Regions from separate parts of the Columba livia genome. Here region 2 is linked to region 1. Evidence: chromatin contacts called from public Hi-C data. All regions are on one chromosome and are shown on one strand. The core of a region is the stretch at or near the end of the contact, and the rest is flanking DNA. Distances in the headings are between cores, read along the strand shown.

Region 1 (3,391 bases), core at 454-2,953:
TCCTAACTTTCTAAGTGCTGTGTGCTAAGCAGTCTTTTAAATATCCACAATGACCCCAAGATCTTTCCTAAACAGTAATAAGTTATAGCCAGTGTGTATATATATCTATACATGCTGATTTTCCCCACCCACCTGATTTTCCCCACTAGATCTAATCACTTCACACATACCAATTTCCACAGGCAATACCATAATCTGTAACAGGTCCAGGTCAGCAGTGTAGGCAGACACTTGTTCTCTAGGAGCCTGACCAAGACCCCGTACAGTCATCCCACCAGCTAACAGAAACCGGTCAGAGACTGGTGTCATACTTTAGCCTGGCTGGACAGTGTCCAACCTGTGGAGCTCACATTTTACTCATTCCACCTCACTCATTTTCTTTGTGTAGACAATGTGATTTAGGAGATACTTTGGTCACAGCAGTGCATGGCAGAGAATTGTACTTCTTTGCCCTCCCATTTCAGGTGAATTCAATGAGGAAGAGAAGAGGAGGCTTAGAGGTGACCTCATCACTCTCTATAACTACCTGAAGGGAAGTTATAGCCAGGTGGGGATTGGTCTCTTCTCCCAGGCAGTTAGCAATAGGACAAGGGGGCATGGGCTTAAACTCTACCAGGGGAAATTTAGGCTGGATATTAGAAAGAAATTCTTTCCAGAGAGAGTGGTCAGGCATTGGAATGGCCTGCCCAGGGAGGTGGTGAACTCGCCGTCCCTAGAGGTTTTTAAACTGAGATTGGACATGGCACTTAGTGCCATGATCTAGTAAACGGACTAGAGTTGGACCAAGGGTTGGACTCTATGATCTCTGAGGTCTTTTCCAACCCAGTCGATTCTGTGATTCTGTGTGAAATGCAATTCAAAAATAAGTAGCAAAAATAATTTATGTCTCCCAAGCCCAAAGCGTTCAGTGGGGGTCGGTGATTATATTCATTCTGCTCCATTAGACTCAAAGCACGCCTAAACTCTTGGAGGAAGAGGTATGATAGATGTCACAGATGTCTCAATTTAAATCGAGTACTACAGCTATGAAGCTCCCTACCCCCCTACTAGTAGCAAGCTGAAAGCACACACACAGATGCTTAAAAGAGGAGCCTATCACAGCTTTCAGATTCACTGAACATCCCTGCAAAACTGCTTTTTCTTGCATTCTTTTAGCTCTATCACCAAGCTCTTCTTTCAGTCCCATGCAAGTCATTAAATAGCCATCTAACACCATCTGCTGGCTTGTGAAGAAAAAAATTATACCAGCAACCTACTGCCAGGTAGGATGGAAAGAAAACACTAAGGTGTTTATGACTCGGCTCTGACTGGGTCCTCCTCACTCATACACACACCTTATTTCTGTTTTCTTTACTCTTTTTGAAAGGCAAATCTAGGTTGCTGGCACTAACAAGCAATCACAAAAAGTCCTCTGCTCTGGATTGTGCAAATTGTACACAGGGCTATAACGTACAATTATGCTTCAAGTTCAGCACTGCAGACAACCTTTACCCCTTACCATTTAAATAAAAAGAAAACAACATCAGGAAAATAAGCTACTCTGAAAACAAGCCTCCTGCAAAGTCAGGATACAATTCTGAAGGAGGAGGAGTGCAGAAGCAAGCTGGCTTTCTGCTGAGAACCCAGGACTTGAGCATGAGTCAGAAGCTGGGGATGCAGAGCCTGTGCAGTGAGAGGCAGCAGCCATTACACATTCAGACATGAGCTCAGACATCAGCCCCTGGTTTCTTGCGTCCTGTACAAAGGCCAAAGCACCAGTTACCTCATCACCCTGCAGACATGTACTTTTCAAAGACTGGCAGGGATATTTTTAACACCCAATTAGGCAGCTGCTGCTGCTGTCGGATGAAAGATGATAGCTTTTAATTAGTTATTTATGGCAGGAGAACACAGCCCCCTTCTTGTTTCTTCAAGTCAAATTTATTTCACACATCATCTAGCTCCTTACAACATGGGATGCAGTGGTTAAGCTTTTTTCTTTCACCAAAGTGAAACACAGGCCTGGCTATACTTAAATCAGGTATGAAACACTCTGTGGAGTTTGTGTGTTTCCTACTTCCCACTCCTTTTCTCTCCCCACTTTTTTCCTATTTTCATACTGAAATAGGGATGAATCACACACATTCAACAGCTCTTAAACATCAGGTTTTATGTAATGGCCTGATTTAGTCAGCCAGATATGGTGTGAAAGGACAAATTATCTTTATTGACTCCTTGCCCTATTAAGTCAGTAAAAGTACTGCCAGGATTTTACTGTGTGTAGCTATCAATGCATCTGCACCCTTGTTCGAGGTTTTCCTCTGCTCCAGCTTTTCTAGAAGCACCAATGTTTCAGCAAAGCAGATTTCACACTAGTAAACAGGCTAGTTCAGATAATATTGTAGAAGCTCCAAGAAGCCCTGACTCATAGGATTCCCTTAGCAGTAAGGGGAAATAAAGGTCATGCCTCATGCATCAGTGCTGCCCAAAATGGAAGCTTACCTGCTGTGACAGAGGCAAGTATGATCATAGGATGAATTTGTTGAAGTATTCCCAGGAGAAAGAGAGCAGTTTTTGTAGCACAGTACAAGACACTGGTGAGACTGCCTCCAAAATACTGCAGACAGCTCTGCTCACCAGGTTTGGGATGGATGAATTTCAACTGAATCAGCGCAGAAAAGGGCTTTAGGATGAACACGGCAATAGAAAACCAAATACCTGAAGGGGGGTGAGGGGAAGGTGTGATATCAACCCAAACCTTTGCTTGATTATCCAGCAAAATTAAGGCTGGGATTGCAGTTTCAAAGTATATTTATTCTGATCTAGCAGTAGCTTGCTATCAGAAGGGCAGGCCCACTTGCCCCAGTCCCACTGCCTCCCCTGTGCTAAGGGACTTAAATGAGGAGCTGGACAGAGCTCGCCCGGCTGCTGCAGCACAACTGGCTTGGACAGAGGAGGCAGCAGGGCAAAGCAAAGCTGCTGAAGGCAAAGCAAAAGCATCTCTTCTTTCAGCAGGAGCAAGATTAAATGAAGCATAATGTAAAACTGAGAGCAATTTATGAGGTATGGCGGTTGCAAAACAAAAAAAAAAAAATCCAAACCGACCAAACAAAACCAGAAAGAATTAATAATTCAGCTAAGGTACAATGCCAGCCCAAGAACCAATGTTGATAAATTAATCATGAACACATTTAGGCTGGAAATAAGCTATCTAAATGTCAGTCTTCTCATGGGGCAACTGGGTCCTAAGCCTCAATTAATATTAAGATATTCTTAATCAGTTTAAAAAATTGATGACGTTTTCCTTCCAGTGACAGGGGAATAGAACATGCTCCTAGAGTTCCCTGCCAATCCTACACTTCTAGTTTAATTGTCCATTTATATCAACACTTCTAAAAGAAAAAAAATATTG
Region 2 (3,391 bases), core at 309-2,808, 410 kb before region 1:
AGAGAACAATGGCAACTGCACTGTTGCATAATTTCTTTAGTCCTACTTGCTAATACAGCTTTTTTTAACGAAGTCAATCCCCAGCCAAAGTGGGTGGTGGTGCCCTGAGTGGCTGCACATGCTTAATTTAAGCCAGCAGTAAAACTTTACTTGCAGTTTGGCCCATTTTATCCTTTATCCACAAATGCTAATGATCATTGCCTCCTTTATGCACAGGTCCACCCGCTCCCAACTCCCCAGGCCACTCGCCCCTCTTTTCTATGATCTGCCATTAACTACATTAGTTTTAGATTGCCATATCCCTGTGTTTTGCTTTAGCTCTCTGTGTCATTCAAGGGAGATCTCAGAAAGTCCTCGCTTTCTTTCATTATGCCACTAACCGAAAAGGCTTAGCTACAGCTTTTTTCACTTCCACTTCTACAGCTCTCTGCCCTGAAGAGCAGTGAGCACACTACTGCCAGCTTTCTAGATTCATTATTTGTTTTCTGGAAGAGAGGTTTATCTTTTTTTGATGACCAGAAGATAAAAGAAACAACTTTCCCTCCTTGAGACTTGTCAAACTACAAACACAGGAACGTCTTGCTATCCATCGCTTCTATAGGTGGAGTTACATTTTTGCTCATTTAATACCCTGATGTACTAGACACTACCATTCATTAATTTTTTATTGAGGGTCTCTACTCATCTGAGGAAAATGAGGATGATGAAGATGTACCTGCTCCGATAGAGACCAAAATAATCAACGAAAGACTGATAATGAGCATTTGATTTTAGCTGCTTCATCTGAGACCACCTGCTGATGATCCTGGTCCTTCAATGTTCATGTTATGATACTGTTCCTATTGTTCTGTTACTTTCAAAGTCTCAATCTAAGCCTCCAAACACATGCCCCTTTTATTATTTTCCAATAAGCAAAACTATTTCACTGGTTGAATCATTAGCCCCTCTCAGCTAACACCGTGCCCCACGCAACCCCCCCCACAACACACAACGCAAGGAAATCCTGTATTAACACAGCTGAGTCACGACCCACAAGTAAACCACTAGAAAATCACCACCGGGCCAGCCCTCGCCACTCGACCCCCGCCTCTTCTCGGCTACCAGGGTCGAGGTGCCCCCTCTCACCTCAGTCTGCCGGTAAGCCAGAGCTGGACATTACCCACCGCCTTGGAAAAGAGGCTTCGCAGCCCACAGCGGTATCAGCCAAGAGAACGGGTAATAACGCAACGGGCCTGGCAGCCAGACCGAGTCCTTCCCCCGCCCGCCTCGGTGCCCCAGGAGCCCAGCCCCGGCCGCCCTCAAGCTCCAGCCCTGTTGCCACAAGGCCGGCCGCAACTCCCGGCCGCAACTCCCGGCCGCCCCAAGCACCCTGACGGACCGGGCCGCCCCGCGGGAGCGGCGGCGGTGCCCCAAGGAACATTACCGGAGCGCTCAGCAGCGCTGCTTGCTGCGGACCCCACGGCAGCCACATCCACCACCTTTCCCAACTTCCGCTTCCGGCGGCGGGCGGAGCGCTGGCGGCTGACGGGCCCCAATCGCTGGGCCGCGCACGGGGGCGGGGCTTCGGTTGCCAGGGCGCGGCTTCGCGCGGCGTCACGTCGCGGCCGCAGGCTGAGGCGGGCTGGTCGCTGCCATCGCCATCGCCATCGCCATGGTGAGCGCCGCCGCGGGCGGGCAGGGGGGCAAGCGGCCGGGACGGGCGGGACTGGGGGCAGTGATGGCAGCACCTCCGCGCCGTGACGCGAGGCTGCTCAGCCGCAGGGCAGGTGACGCTGAGCTGACAGAACAACGGCCGCCGGGCCTGCGCGGGGCTCCCGTCAGGGGCCGCGCTCCCCGGGCCGCGGGCGGCCGGAGGTGCCACCGCTGTGTCCCGCATGCCCGTGCCGTCCAGTGGGCGCCCGTGAGGTTTGCCTCGGCTCGAGGTTTGCCTCGGCCCTTCCTTTCCCTCTTCCCTGAAGGATCTTGTGAGATGCAGTGAGCGCGTAATTTTAAACTGCCGTTAGGCCTCGTTCATACCCAATCGGAAAGCTGTTTGCGCACCCAAACCTCTCTGAATTGGGAACAGGCTAGTTCAGAAGCTCGCGAGGAGCCCATTGGGAAGGCAGCCGGTGAGTTTTAAGAAGATAAGATGTTTAAGGTGCCACAGTCTTCGTTCTTGCCTGGATCTTCTGTTCAGTAACGCAAGGAAGATGGCAGGATGTCGTTGTGGGGGCACTAATGAAAAAGCAGTTTGCACTGATTAAACAACTGAGTCCCCTCTGTGGAAGGTGGCATGTGAAAACCACTGTTGCAAAGCTGATTAAAACCCGACAACTTTTAATCAAATTTTGTGCGCAAACACATATGCAAGAGCCTGGCCAATGCACCTGCTAGTGTGCTCAGCTTTAAACACCTGTCTCAAGCAGCTCAGATTGGTTCCTTAAGCCTGTGTAGCAGCTTTGTTTGCACCTTACTTTCAAAACACAAACTCAAGATCAGCATTTGCCACTTAAGTAGGAATGCCACTGTTTGTTTTCAAATAGAGCGGTTACAGGTCTTTTGTTTAATCCAGGCAAATTTGTAATTTTCAACTCCCATGCTGAATTTATTCACGTCAGTGGAAGTCCTGCTTTGTGAGTTCACACAGACATCACTTAGGTTAAATGATTGCTTCGTTGCAGCTGACTGTCTCTATGAGTGTGCTGTGTTTTTAGCGTCCCTTGATTTCTGAGGCGGCACCAAGTTAACTGGTTTACTAAAGTGGTGTCAAATCTTATAGCAACTTCTAGCAAAACATTTCATGTTGAATTTGTTTAATTTGTCTTGAAAAGCTTTCAGTGACACAAGATGCATGATCTAATGATACAGTTCTGTTACATGATGATTTTTATAGTTCATTGAGGTTTTTTTTTTAATCCTTAATATATTATATGTTGCAAATGAAGGCAGTGATTACTTGTTCTGTCCTCGGTGAGTATAAAGATATTCTATTTTTGTCTTTTATGTGCAGAAGAACTTGAAGATTTTGACTTCACACTTTCATCTTTTCACATTATTCTACACTAAACAATTTTTTTGCTCAGTATTTTCCTACTGATCATGTGTTTTTAAAGTTTCAGGGTTTTTACTTTGTCTGCAGTTTTCTTTAAATGTGGTGTTTAGTCTGTACATTTTTGCCAACTGCTGTTTCACTGCTGCTGAACAGAGCAAAATACTTGTTTCTCGTGTCTTAGACCTTCATAATGCCCAGTTTGCCATTGCTCTCTTAACTGCAACCCACTGTAACTTTCAGATTTTTTCACTGTGTTTTTGTTGCCTGGCTAGTTTTTCCCCTTGAAGTTGTTTCCTTGATCATTATTGTAGTAATTTGTGTCTGTCTGTGTAGAATTTTCAGAACATCTTTTTGAGTTGT

The links. Hi-C and Micro-C count contacts between places; a contact is called where the count stands out from the background.
Region 2: a contact with region 1 is called in a Hi-C map of crop, with 5 times the contacts expected there. The contact joins the promoter of BLZF1 here to the enhancer-like site in region 1. A contact is called at or near these places in 2 of 2 Hi-C or Micro-C datasets (crop and liver).

What each region holds. Positions count from the first base shown.
Region 1 is chr1:73,418,988-73,422,378 of bColLiv1.pat.W.v2, reverse strand. No RefSeq gene overlaps it. Among named protein-coding and RNA genes, the nearest start is that of TBX19, 26 kb to the right of the region's middle. Within about 2 kb of position 1,703, at least 1 of the 3 cell types and tissues checked has an H3K27ac peak away from gene starts, as active enhancers do.
Region 2 is chr1:73,825,039-73,828,429 of bColLiv1.pat.W.v2, reverse strand. It overlaps BLZF1 (basic leucine zipper nuclear factor 1), which reads right to left and starts at 1,558. Exons shown (of 7, transcript XM_065049935.1): 1 at 1,424-1,558. It overlaps NME7 (NME/NM23 family member 7), which reads left to right and starts at 1,518. Exons shown (of 13, transcript XR_010469795.1): 1 at 1,518-1,654.